Regions from separate parts of the Zea mays genome. Here region 2 is linked to region 1. A link is a contact called in public Hi-C data. All regions are on one chromosome and are shown on one strand. The core of a region is the stretch at or near the end of the contact, and the rest is flanking DNA. Distances in the headings are between cores, read along the strand shown.

Region 1 (3,778 bases), core at 423-2,922:
TGCCACTCGGACACAATTGCTTCCCCTTCCATGTCATTGCCAGTGGCATAAAGGGTAAGAAAATTGCATGTCCTAATACCTACTATGCCGCTGGCGATGGCATTGAAGGGTAAAAAATTGCATCCGAGTGACATAGAAGGAATTAGGATATTTGTGATAGCAAATACGGTACTAGACAAAATCACAGTATACAAGGAAATGCCCCTAAAAACAACCATGGGACATCAACTACCAGAACAGAGTTTACTCACCGTACTGAGTGTCATGTAGTTTCTCATAGTATTTGTTTCCAAACTTGTCAACTCCTACAAGTGTTGCTCCAATATTGTGAATTTTCGTTTGCCTGAAAATAATAGTTGTGCTGACAGTTTGAGACACATAATCACACCCATTCCTTGAAAATGGAGGAACAGTTAGGTGACCACTTACAAAAGGTTCCCGTCCAGAAGGCATTTGCTGTAAATAACAAGATGTTAGAATATGGCAAAAACACATTTACATATGCATTGTAGAATTTAGCAACGTCTCCTAACCGGGGAACTCATATCAGGCATGACACAAACAATCCCAGGAAATAGAAAAATGTGACAGACAATTTACATGGTGACATTCCATCAGAAAAGTAAAGGATCATAAGTACAAGACAGCCACACGTTCATGGCTACTATTGATATTCATGGCCATACTGTGTCATTTTGAAGGACTCCAGGTGAAAGTGGAAATCGGTAGGTAATTATTGTTGTGAAGTGAGTATAGCCCATCAAGATTGATTATACTAATTATTGGCACATGGAGTAACAGATTATGTTGTTTTCACAATTAATATGACATAATTTGCAATGTCTGGTCAAGCAATTGGATCAGACTGAACACGTATGCACACCAGGAAGGAACTGCTATGAACAATGACGCTAGGTTTGCCAATGCCAAGTCTAAAAAAAGTTGTTCTACTATATACAGGGCTACATGCCTAGTCCATATAGCCTTGGACTTATTTCATCATATAAAAACTCGAGACATGCAGTATAATGCAGGAAAGGTGCATACAAGTGGGTATGGAATGGATGAATCTAACAAGCAGTGGCAAGCAATGAATCTATATTGTATGTGGCACACGAGCAAACAGACAGTTTAGTTGATGTATACCTGATAAAATGAATCCACGCTTGCATATGCAGCATAAGTGATTGTGTTATGCAGCATGAGTGATTGTGGTGCTATGAGAGCAAGTACTATCCTAGACAGTATCGTGGACCAAATAGCGATCCAAAGGTATGTGGAAGATCCCTACTTGTATTTTCCCCTGTCCCAGAGGCCAGAGCGCACACCGCAGCAATAGCCGAATCGAAACAAATTAGAAGTTGGAAAAGTAGTTCGTAAGATCCGCAACAAATAAAGAATACTAGCGGTGAGGAATCTATAAAGCAAGGTAAGAGAGGAGGGGTCTGAATCGAGATCGCAATCGAAATGGGGGACATCTGATCTGCGCAGGGAGAAGATATTGACGGGAGTGGAGGGCTTACAAGTATCCTTCGTCGCGGACGTCGCGGATGAAGTTGGTGAGCCCCTTCTCCTTGATGCCTCTCAAGACGGCACGCAACGCCGCCGCCATGGATACAGGGCACCGGCGGCACGACGACTAACTCGCCTGACCGGAACGAAGGGCGAAAAGGGGTGCGGTGCAAACTGGTCGCTGCTGCCTGCCTTGGCTTGTTGGCTATTCGGTCGGGTTCGGCTCGGCTCAGCCGTGGACTCCGTGCCCATTAATATACTAGTCACTCGTGGCGCGCGCATATGTAAGCAATGTAATATGTATAGAAATAGTATTATATAAATGTTTTTAATAAAAATAATTTAATTGAAATAGATGATAAACATACAAATTTGCTATAATAATTTTCTGGCATATGCTGTTGATTGATAGAAATAAAAAAATTATTCGATTTAAGGTTGTAAAAGTGAAGTACTAATGGTAGAGTATCGATAATTGAGATATATATATACATGCATAGATAGAAAAAAATGTGTGATGTAGCTAGGAATAAAAGAAACATAAGACTGGCATAATATTTATCAGTAGCAAAAGATGGCTGTCACATATTTACATCTAAGTAGGTTGTTTATAACTACATAGTAGCATAGTATATATCTAAGCAGATTGATCACAAGTGCATTGTAGCAAATGATGGTTGCCACCTATTTACATCTAAGTAGTTTGTTCATGACTACATAGTGGGAAAAGATAGTTTGAAGTTGCTGATGTATTATTTATTTGATGGAGCGATCATGGAGTCTTGGTAGCATCGCTGTCATTGAAAGTGCAGCTTGAATCAAGCTCCTTGCGTCTATAATATAGAACAGAGAACAAAAGTCAAATATTTATAAAATTAAATGGCATGTAATAGGATATTACTTTCCTAATAAATAAGAGAAAATGTATTTTAGTACTTATTGGCAAATTGTAAGCATGATAATTAGATTTTTTTTATTTGAGAACTTTTGTTTGAAGTATTATTGTAATAGGAAATTAACAATTTTTTGGTAAGGAGAGACAATAAGATTTTTAGCTATATAATAGAAAGAAATCTGGTTTGCAAAAAACAATAAAAGACTTGTGTAGTAGCATAAGCTGGTACTTTCAAGTTGATTTGATTAACATGCTGATTCTTAACATATAAGTGGTAGTATTAGTAGTGAAGAATGTAACGACATGAACTTGTAGTAGTAAACAGTAAGCACAATTAGTTTCTAAGACTATTATACTTAAATAAATTTTAGTGATGCTATGTACAAAGCTTATTGTCTCATAGACCGTTGTTGTTTATGTAAGAAGTGATATAAAGAATGGTATCTTACTTATGAAAGCATGTACATACTTAATCACAAAGTTGCTAATGAAGATTCATATTCATATTAGAAAAAATGTACAACAACATTAGGTAGGAATTATTGGAGGAAATTAAATTCAGGTAAGTATATGGCATTGAATAAATGGTAACTGGATAGCAGGGTCGATATCAATATCTGTTGCATCAAAATAAAGCTATACTAAAATATTCATGTATGATCGCTAGAAGAGATGTTAAAGTACTGATGTTAGGTAGTAAGAAGATGAGAGATCTGCAATGCCATCAGCAGTACTTAGATAAATAAAAAGGAAGTGTAATAAGAAAGAAATGAAAAGCAACACTATCATATTTTTAGTAACATAATACATATTGTTATTAAATAATTAATATTGAGAAGATCTAATTTTGCATTTAAAATCATTAATCAACAGAGAGGGGAAGATTATAGCTTCCCTATGTACATATTGTTATTATAATTAGATTTGTATTTGAGCAGTTTTATTGGAAGTATTGTTGTAATAGAGAGAATAATAGTTGTTTGGTAAGGAGGGACAATAAGATTTATAGTTATATAATAGAAGCAAATCTGGTTTGTAAAAAAACAATCAAAGACTACTTTCATGTGTCTAGCATTATCTACTTTTTTGGCTAGTAATTAGGTAATGTACATAGGTCTGATTGTTTTGAAAGGTATGAGCTAAAGTTGGTAGAGCAAACCTTTTTGGTGGAGATTCAAAAGTAGCTTTTGTAGGATTAGAGTCCTCTAAAGTGTTTTCTGGCATCTGTTAAGTAAAAATGAATGTATGTATTAATGTTTTTATAGATAGTTTCATTTTAATAGTACCATCCGAGCTTTTATTAGAGACTTACCTGTGGCCCCTTTTGTTTTGAAAGGTCATCCTTTTCCGAAGTAGAGGTTTGTGAGCTAA
Region 2 (3,778 bases), core at 711-3,210, 200 kb after region 1:
TCTGTAACCCTGCTTTATGGGAATATTCCGGGGATAACCTAGGTGCCTGAGGGCACATGCGTCCTTAACACTGGACGCTGGGCACTCAGATACCTATAAATACCCCCGCACAGTGCCCTTGAGATGCTAGATTGACAGAGCTATTGCCATCTCGAGCAAAAACCCTGTTTACGTTGCTTCACTCCCCCGTTGGATCAACTTGCTCGGGAGAGCAAGTTCCAACAGTTTTACAATATATTAAGATTAAAGGACTCCAAAGACAAATTGATATGATATCTCAACGTAAGGAGTTAAAAGACCACCGGTGGCTATACCTACAAGTTCTAAGAAGAGGAAACTACTCCACGTGCTTGATGACAGCGAAGTAGTGTTTGAAGATGAGGAAGGCCCTATTACTCAAGCAGACTTATAAATATGGTTTGTTGATGATTGGGATAAAAGAACTCTTGTAAAAGTCTCGACCAATGGGTGCACCAAAGACTTTTTAATGGGTGGTCTTTCCACAAAGGACATGCTAGAGACGAAAGCCGATTTAATAGATGTTCTATGTGATTATATCATGGCAATCCAAGACGATACGACACTAGAGTAAGTGCTCATTGATTTATCTATTTTATATATACCAACTACTTAGATTATTGATATAGACTTTCATCCTGCTACATTACAGGATGACATGAGTACGAAGTTTCAACCCTTTTAAGATAGAAATATCTGTCAAAGACCTACAAAACATATTAATGATAAATCAAGATATGACACTAAGATGTTTTGACATGGCTGTTCGGCTGCTTGCCAATAAAGAGTCACGTAGACCGAAAGGAGAAATCATGAAGAATAGAAAGCATTATATGGACATGCGTTTCTGGGTAAGTTTGTTTCCAATCAATAATGTATTACGCATATAGTATCTACATCTAATCCTCATGTGAAAATGTATATATAATTATCCAGAGAATGGTTGGTTTTGGTAAACTTCTAAAGTATCATCAGGACCATACAACAGAAGAGTTAACCAAAACACTCGATTGTTGGCCATCAATGAATTATTATATCACAGGATGTAGATATGTAAGTATGTGTTCATTTCGAATGTATTTATAAAGGGCACTTCTTTGCAATCCTAATGACTGATATTTTGCAGGTTCTTATGCCATGGACATTCAACGGATGTTACGCCCTTTTCGTAATAGATCATGTTAAAAAGCACGTGACTTTTATCGACTTTACACTAACTCAAGATTTGTATAAGCACATCCATACAAAGAGGTTCGTGGAAGCGATTATCATGATCTCAGAAAAATATAAGATTGCCTACAACAAAAACGTTTTGGATGGGCAGATGATATTTTTAAGTGAGAATATACAATTCGGACTGATGTTCCAATTGATTAAGAGAGTATTCTCTTCGTACCAGCTTCTCAGCAGTTTAAATTTTTCTATGATAATAATTTAATATAACATAGTTGGCCAAACATTATTCTATTGGCTTAATACCAGCTACCTCATTTTACAAGCTATGACCATGTGGGGGAATGACAGATGGATGAAATTTGTTAGGGTGAGTGTAGTACATACGTTTCATGTTCAAACATACATTACGGTTACATAATACAAATTTGATATTTTGTTCTCTTATGTCTTTATGTGTTGGATAGATTCTTCGAAGGAACTTTGTGATTGATCTGTTAAGTTATGAGAACAATTCGTGCTGATATATTATCCCTGCAAACATACAACAACGACTTATCGATATTTCTAAAAAGGATTAGATTAGCGTATGATTGTCGACATTATAAATTCTAAATTGACTCTTTAGAAATAATTTATGTGATATTAATAATATTTATCATATGAATTTTGTATATTATAGAAATATTTATCGTCCCGTTTCAATATTTCGTACAGTTTTTTTACTTTCGTGGTAACTAATAAAAAATGACGAATGGACTTGGCGGACAGCCGCATTCTAGTATAGTGCAGACGTGCCCGGCTGCATCACCGATCTCTCTCCCTCCCTCGCTCGTCGCTTCCGCAGGGGCAGCCGCAGCACCGCAGCTACCTACCTACCCACACACGCGATTCACGCAAGCACACGCAGCCGCTCCTTCCGTCCTCAAACCACAGGCGGACCCTGACGAGACGTACAAGAACCTCCACCAGGCCATTGAGCCCTTGACCGTGTACGCAAACGAACACGAAGCCTAGCTCCTCCCCAATGGCCTCCCATCCTCCTCCTGCGGAGCCGTCTTCTAAGTCAAACAAGGTACGGATGGACGGGCATCCCCTCCCGACCTGGGCTCCAGCAACTAACTAGTTCGATTACCGCTTTCGTTCTGTTTTAGCTTCTTGAGCTTTTCATCTTCTTTCTACTCATTGATCCATGTCCCCGTCGTCCTCGATTGTGCTTGCGCCAGCAGGGGCAGAGCGAGCACGAGGAGATCCACGTCTCCTCGGGCGGCGTTCTGGCTTACACCGACGACGATGACTGCGAGAGCAGGCGCCCCTTGCTGCTCAGGACTCCCGCCTCCGCCGAGTGCTACTCCGTCTCCGCCGCCGTCTTCCCGTGAGTCTAATAAGCACCCCTCTCCACTCCAATACTCCATTCTTCTCTCATACTCTACTTACTACGGTACCTTTCACGAATCGTACCGTGCGCTCACCTCAGTCAGCATATACCCTAAATCTTGCTCTCAAAATTGTGCCTCATCTCCGATCTCTCCATGAAATGGATTACAGCTTCTTCTCAAGCCTCTCGCCCAAAAGTCTCTGCTCTGCCTTTTACTGCAGAAATTTCGTAGTCTCCGCTCCTTCCTGTCATGTCACCTAACAGATTAATGCTTGACAACAAACTTTCAGATTTTCAGGCAACAAGAATGCTTGTCATTCCTCCATAAAAAATCAACCTTTACTGCACACATGTACATATTCTTTTAATGAGACACACATGTACGGTTTACCTTACCGAAGTCTTGGCTCTGGTGAATCTGTTGCAGGTTTCTCTTTCCAGCTTTGGGAGGCCTTCTGTATGGCTATGACATTGGGGCAACATCCGGTGCAACCATATCGCTCAAGGTATCACATGAGCGCTAATCTTATTCCTGTTTGCTTCTAAAAATGCCGCATTAGACTTGCACATCAATTCGGTTAATATTGCTAATTTGACTGCCATCAAACCTATTTTGCAGTCGTCGACATTCAGTGGTACTACTTGGTACAATTTGTCATCTGTGCAAACGGGTCTTGTGGTAATGCTTTACTATGCATCAAAAACTATTTGAGCAAAGGTTGGGTTCATTAACTGGTGTCCCATTGCTGAATGATGTAATCACCCGCTATGCGTGATGCAGGTCAGTGGCTCACTGTATGGTGCTTTGATCGGCTCCGTCTTGGCATATACAATTGCAGATTTTTTAGGTCTTTCACCGCTCATCTTTTTCATGCTACTGCTGATCTATGGCGTAATTTAGTTTGGTCATCTCATTATTATTTATCCTAACTACCTTCTGCAGGACGACGTAAAGAGCTTATCCTTGCTTCTATCTCATATTTTATTGGAGCCTTTCTGACAGCAGTAGCACCCAATTTCACTATCATGGTGGTTGGCCGCTTTTTATATGGCATAGGAATTGGATTGGTAATAGAATCTCTAGTCATAGTTGACACTGCACATTGCCTAGCATATGACCACACACATTTCTTTATGAGGCCTTATATTTGTTTTGGGGGCAAAAACAAAGATATGATGCTTATGCAAGTTGCTTTAATCAGGCTATGC

Evidence for each region. Hi-C and Micro-C count contacts between places; a contact is called where the count stands out from the background.
Region 2: a contact with region 1 is called in a Hi-C map of endosperm, with 2.3 times the contacts expected there. The contact joins the promoter of LOC103626301 here to the promoter of LOC100192845 in region 1. A contact is called at or near these places in 4 of 25 Hi-C or Micro-C datasets (ear, endosperm, leaf and 1 more).

The regions. Positions count from the first base shown.
Region 1 is chr5:46,667,319-46,671,096 of Zm-B73-REFERENCE-NAM-5.0, forward strand. LOC100192845 (putative NADH dehydrogenase [ubiquinone] 1 alpha subcomplex subunit 12) reads right to left here and starts at 1,673. Exons shown (of 5, transcript NM_001138035.1): 1 at 1,524-1,673; 2 at 430-456; 3 at 252-343. The coding sequence starts at 1,612. It overlaps LOC111589305, which reads right to left. Exons shown (of 3, transcript XM_023300114.1): 3 at 3,626-3,778. The coding sequence ends at 3,708.
Region 2 is chr5:46,866,574-46,870,351 of Zm-B73-REFERENCE-NAM-5.0, forward strand. LOC103626301 (D-xylose-proton symporter-like 2) reads left to right here and starts at 1,961. Exons shown (of 14, transcript XM_008646691.4): 1 at 1,961-2,266; 2 at 2,421-2,566; 3 at 2,997-3,075; 4 at 3,189-3,248; 5 at 3,351-3,417; 6 at 3,513-3,637; 7 at 3,772-3,778. The coding sequence starts at 2,219.